2 separate regions of the Mus musculus genome follow, and region 2 is linked to region 1. A link is a contact called in public ChIA-PET data. All regions are on one chromosome and are shown on one strand. Each heading gives the region's core, a stretch centred on a gene start, on an enhancer-like site or on the middle of the called end of the contact. The rest is flanking DNA. Distances are from core to core; before and after follow the strand shown.

Region 1 (2,700 bases), core at 7-2,506:
GTTACATAATGAAGCTCTTTCTTAAACAAAACAAAACACAACACAACACAACAAAACAAAACAGAAAAGTCCATGGTGACATTATGCTATCAGTCATACTACTCTTTGAAATAACTACTGTCTAAGTATGAACTTTCCCCTTCTCCACTTCATGAGACTTCAGGTCTCAGTCCCTATCAATAAACATCTTCCCTGATCTTTAAGTCCAGGCTTAGCTCTTCCTCCTCCAACCAATTTCACTTCAAGGCCCCTAACACCTTGGGACTTAATTATAGTTTAACCTCTGTAGTTTAGCTCTAACTACAAAACTTCTTTTTCTCTGAAAGGAAGGATCAAGTTTCATAATGTAATCTCAAACAGGCAGGCCATAGCAACTCTTCTTCTCTGAGGCTAACTCTAACATTACCAGTTCCATTGTTTTGGACCTTCATACCTTAGGCCAAAGTCAGAATGCAAAGTGCCTTTTGTGAAGGCATCAGAAGGAAGAGCAGGAAGTTGAGGGATGCAAGTGGAGAACCAGAGACTGATAGAGAGAAACAAGGACAATTGAGTACCAAGTTAGTTTGCTCTTGCCCACATTCATTGCCATCCATAGCACCATTAATATTAGGACCACATCACATATCAGGTACAGAGATCATCTTGGTGGAGTCTCATAATCATATCATGAGGTGACCATTCTCACTATACCATACTGGAGAAAGCAAAGCTTACAGTGATAAAATAACTTCCCAGTATCAACACTGACTGGAAGATGAGAGTCAGGAGTTCTAACCTTAGCTCACAGCTGGTTGGATTGAGCCATTTTAGCCAGATTAAAATAACTGGGCTGTTAAAGAGATAGAATGTAGAAAGGAATCAACTGGAGCCAGGAAATGGGAGTTCTTCATCTGGGGTAGCTTCTCTACATCTGTTTTCTTTTAGAAAAATGAAGTAACTACCCTGGATAACTTCTAAGCCATATTCCAGGCTCAAACTCTCTACTAGAAGCAGAATCAAGATCAGCTTACATTTAATGTCTAATTTATTCTATCTAATTCTAATTGATAGAGGGAGGTTTGACAGGGAGTCCATGAAGAGCAAGGCAGGGTTGACCGGGGAGTCTGACAGGGATTTTAATGAGTGTTTCGAAACAAGAAAGGAAATACCATAAAGAAGAAACATAAGGAAGAAATTCAAGCAAGGCTAAGAAGAGAATGAGTAAAAGGAAGAGGCAGGTGAGTCACATACACAGGAACTAGTAGGTTTTCTGGGCTGTGGTAGGAAGTACCTTTACAGCAGGAAGTGGGTATAATAATCAAATTAGTCAAAAGATGACCTGCTGGGAAACTTGTCTGCAATGCTGGGATATCCAAAACTTAGTAACTAGGGCAAACCCCCTTATCCAGAAAGTTTGATGTGTTTGTGCAGACTAGCAAAGAGATGGTTTTCCCCTTCTTGTTGTTACCTATGGGTGCTAGACAGATACAGATATCTCACAAGAAGTTTTTAAGAGATTTTACTTAATGTGCATGTGCACACACACACACACACACACACACACACACACACACACACAGAGAGAGAGAGAGAGAGAGAGAGAGAGAGGTGCAGGGACATATGGGCATGGGTGTCTGAGATAGCCACACAAGGTAGCTAAAGTCCCAGACAGCTATGAGCTGCCTAAAGTGAACCCTGGTAACTGAACTTGGGTCTTCTACAGGAGAAATGCATGCCTTTAACTGCTGAGTAATATCTTCAGCTCTGTACAGGACTTTTCCAAAGGATAAGTGCAAAACAGGAGATTGTTCTGGAGTATCATACTAACATCACTTGAGCCAGATTAAAATGCTTGAGGAGAGGAGAGAAGTGCTTCCGCTGGTCTTGTTAAGAGGGAGGGGAGGCTGACACCTCAATGTGGTGTGAGCTGGCTTGTAGAGAAAATTGCTGAGGTCTGTGTGGTACATGGTTGGGTTTCTAAAGCTAGAGCTGGAATTGTTTCTTAACCTTTCCCCCCTAAAATATAAACTCTTTCCAAATGTACAAGTCCCTTCAACTTTGTGTCTTCCTTTTTGAAATCCTAGTAATTATCTAGGAAGAATATACTTAGTGAGACCCCAGGGCTCTTCCGGGAAGATCCTTCCACTTCTGCCTCTCTAAAGAAAGAGTTGGGCTGTTTTCATTTGCAATACTTAATCAAATCACTAACTTTGTCCACTAATTATACAGGACAGTTCTCACCAAACTCGAATATTTTTCCTAGGAGAGAACATTGAAAAAAAATTCTCTTTTTCCCTCTTGTTTCTGAAATGAATTTTCTGTGATTATAGAAGTAAGAAAAGCTACACTTGAGATTTCAATGTTTATAGTGCTTATGAAAAAGCTCCACAGGCCGAGCTAGAGCGCTCCATTGGAAAGGAGTGCAGAAAGCAACTGAGAGGCTTGTGTGTTACTGTGTGTGCATGTATGTTACCTTGTGTGCATTACCACATGTGCTTTACCATGTGTGCATTACAGTGAGTGTGTTACTTTGTGTTACTTTGTGTGTTACCTGGTGTGTGTTACTACTTCTGTTACTGCTTGTATTACTGCGTGTGTGTCACTGTGTGTCACTGCATGTGTTACTGTGTGTCACTGTGTGTGTCATTGCATGTGTGTCACTGTGTGTGTTACTGTGTGTGTCACTGTGTGTGTGTGACTACATGTGTGTCACTGTGTGTT
Region 2 (2,700 bases), core at 121-2,620, 520 kb before region 1:
GTCTAATATTTGCTCTAAGACAGAGTCTCAACATTCTTTCCTTAACTGATCTCAGAAGTAGTCCTGCAATTCCAGTTTGTCACTGGTACAAGTCAAAAGAGCAAACATAAAACATAACCAATCGAAGTGAAGAAGCCCTGTAATCCCCGAAGTAGAGTTAGGCATATCAGAAGTTCAAGGTTATCTTCAGCCACATAGGGAGTTCAAAGCCAGTTAGGGCTTCATGGATACAAGAGATCCTGACTCTACAAAACACAGTGAAATTCAGCACAACAGAAATAGGGTTGTTTAATTCACCCAGATTATTCCAGCCAAAGCAGGTGTTGGGCCTAAATCATCTGCTTAAGTAAACTCACTGGTTATCCCTTCATAGATGAGACTGAAAAACACAACAGATGACTGAGCTGAAAATCACAAAGACTTTGGTCATTTAAAGTTTCTTATCCTAGTTTACTATTTCCCTAGCGACTGGACTCTAGTAGATGACAAGGGACAATAGAATTTTCACAAACTCAGAGTTCTTCTCAAAGTGTTCAAAACGTCAAGGTTTCGAAGAGAAACAAAATCCCCAACACAGAAGGCTGTCAACATCATCTTGTTATGACCTTAATGATGACGTCGTAGGCTCTGGACCACAGGGACCTCAAGGCTGCTGCGTATGCAGCAGTAGTGACTACAGTCCGAGCACAAGCCTCATCTGCGCAGGGGAACAAGGCGCGTACACCCAAGGTTCCCACTCAGCCGAACTGGCCCTGGAATCCAACTTGAATTCTGGGAGTACCTTCAGCAGGAAGCTGTGTGGGTAGACAATCAGACCTGTTTTTGCGGCAGTTAGCGAACAAATTTCAATCTACAGGTCTTGCTACCAGCCACAGAACTACAGTGAAGAGGACCAACTTGAGTCTTCGGCTGAAGGGCCATCCCAGGGAAACTCAGCAAGTTCTGCACACCACGCCGGCTTGCCGTCCCCAAGCAGGGGAGAGACGGAGTCTCGCTCCGCAGGTGGCCCGCGGGCGAAGAGGGAAATGAGGTTGGGGTGGGAGTCTACCGTGGACGCGTGGAACTTTCCACGCGGACGCCGAACATGGAGAGGCAGGCCGCCGCAGTGCGCTTCCTCTGCGCCTGCCAACTTACCCTGAGCGTCGGTCGGGTCCTGCGCCGCCCCTAGCAGCGCCAGCACCTGCAGCACGCCCAGCAGCAGCGCGGCCCGCGCGCACAGCGCCATTGTTCCCAGGGCCCCTGAGCGCCCGCAGCAACCGCCCGGCGCCCAGAGCTGCTCTCCGCGCACGCGACCGCTCCGCGTCCCCTTCCGCCCTTACCGCTCCCCTGCAGACGCCGCCGCCAGTCCCCCCAGTGACCAAATAGGGATAGGCCAGGCGGCCTGGGGCGGGGCCAGGGCGTGGTCGGCAAAGTCAGGAGGGGCGTGGCCCACAGGAGGCAGGGCGGGGAAGAGCTGCAGGGCCAAGAGAGGGAGTGGCTCTGAGAAAAGAGGAGAGCCGGGAGAGGGCGTGGCTTACAGAGGCGGGGCAAGGGGGACAGGCCTCAGACGGGAGGGGCGTGGCTCTCTGAACAGTACTGAGGAGCGGATAAGAGGCGGGGCTCTCGGAGGCGGATGAGGTCGTGGTTTTGGGAGTGGCGTGGTCCGGACTAAGTGCTACGACAGCTGTGGCTCTATCTCTGACTTTCAAGGGGTAGTCGTCTACCAGGACTTCCTGAAGACAGGCTTTATTTAGAAGTTTTCGGGTGGGATTGGCATGGTTGCGGCGCGGAGTAAGAGAGGGAGTCACAGACTGGATGATTGCAGCCTCTCAGAGGAGTGAAGGAAAGTCAGACTCAAAAAAGTTTCAAAGTAACCGTCATGATCTTGGTACTCCACTTGTGCCTCCTTTTTTCTACAACTGGAAAAACATGTAGAGTGGGCGGTGCAGTTTGCAGACCAGTTGGAAACTTAGCACCTATAACCTAGATCCCTGTCTTCTAGAGTTCGCTGTCCCGACTCAAAAACAGCCTGTTGTAGTCTAGTTTTTTGGCAAAATCCCTCGTAAGCCCTAGGGCCAATGCTGCATTTTGATTCCACTCAGAATTCTAAAATTATGTGTCTAGTACACATCACTCAACTAACGTGGAAGATGGACACAGCTTCCACAGGGTATTGCAGCTCTCTAACACCTGATCCAGGGCATTTCAAAGATAAGCCTAAAACTTTGTTATGAAAAATACTTTTCGACTTCCACAAAGCTTCTTTGTTATAGATGTGTGATGATCATGGATTAATTAGGCCCGTTTTCTCTACATTTACAAGACATATGAAACTGCAACCAGCCAACCTGAAAATACCAGCATCTACCACGGGCTTTAAAAAACAGCTGTGTGTTTAGGATTTGATGGTTCTATTTCTGAAGAATCTAGCCAAGTGCTTCCAGGCATGGACTAGGAAGGATCATTCTGTATTCAGAATGAATGCTTGCCCTGACTCCAGTTTTTGGAACCCAGTGCTCAGTGTGGTGATTTAAAGAGGCGGGGTATTGGAGAAGCGACTGAGCTAGAAGAACAGGGATCTCAACAGTGAAATAAGTGCCTCATGAAAGTGGCCTGAGACCAGGGGCCTTCAACAGACACCAGGTCAGTTGCTGGCATTACCTTTGACTTCCCAAGAAGAAATGTTTCAAGAATACTGATGTAATCTAACCTTACATGTTT

What was found. ChIA-PET counts read pairs in DNA pulled down with a chosen protein or histone mark.
Region 2: a contact with region 1 is called in an RNA polymerase II ChIA-PET map of effector CD8 T cells, with 7 read pairs. The contact joins the promoter of Tmem123 here to the enhancer-like site in region 1. A contact is called at or near these places in 4 of 39 promoter capture datasets (the C10 cell line, hippocampal neurons and pre-B cells) and 6 of 115 datasets of contacts at active chromatin or transcription factors (astrocytes, bone marrow-derived dendritic cells, effector CD8 T cells and 3 more).

What each region holds. Positions count from the first base shown.
Region 1 is chr9:7,238,762-7,241,461 of GRCm38.p6, reverse strand. No RefSeq gene overlaps it. Among named protein-coding and RNA genes, the nearest start is that of Gm31639, 15 kb to the left of the region's middle. Within about 2 kb of position 1,256, at least 22 of the 459 cell types and tissues checked have an H3K27ac peak or open chromatin away from gene starts, as enhancers often do. A contact at or near this core is called in effector CD8 T cells and memory CD8 T cells, where this site is marked.
Region 2 is chr9:7,762,747-7,765,446 of GRCm38.p6, reverse strand. It overlaps Tmem123 (transmembrane protein 123), which reads right to left and starts at 1,370. Exons shown (of 5, transcript NM_133739.2): 1 at 1,135-1,370. The coding sequence starts at 1,225.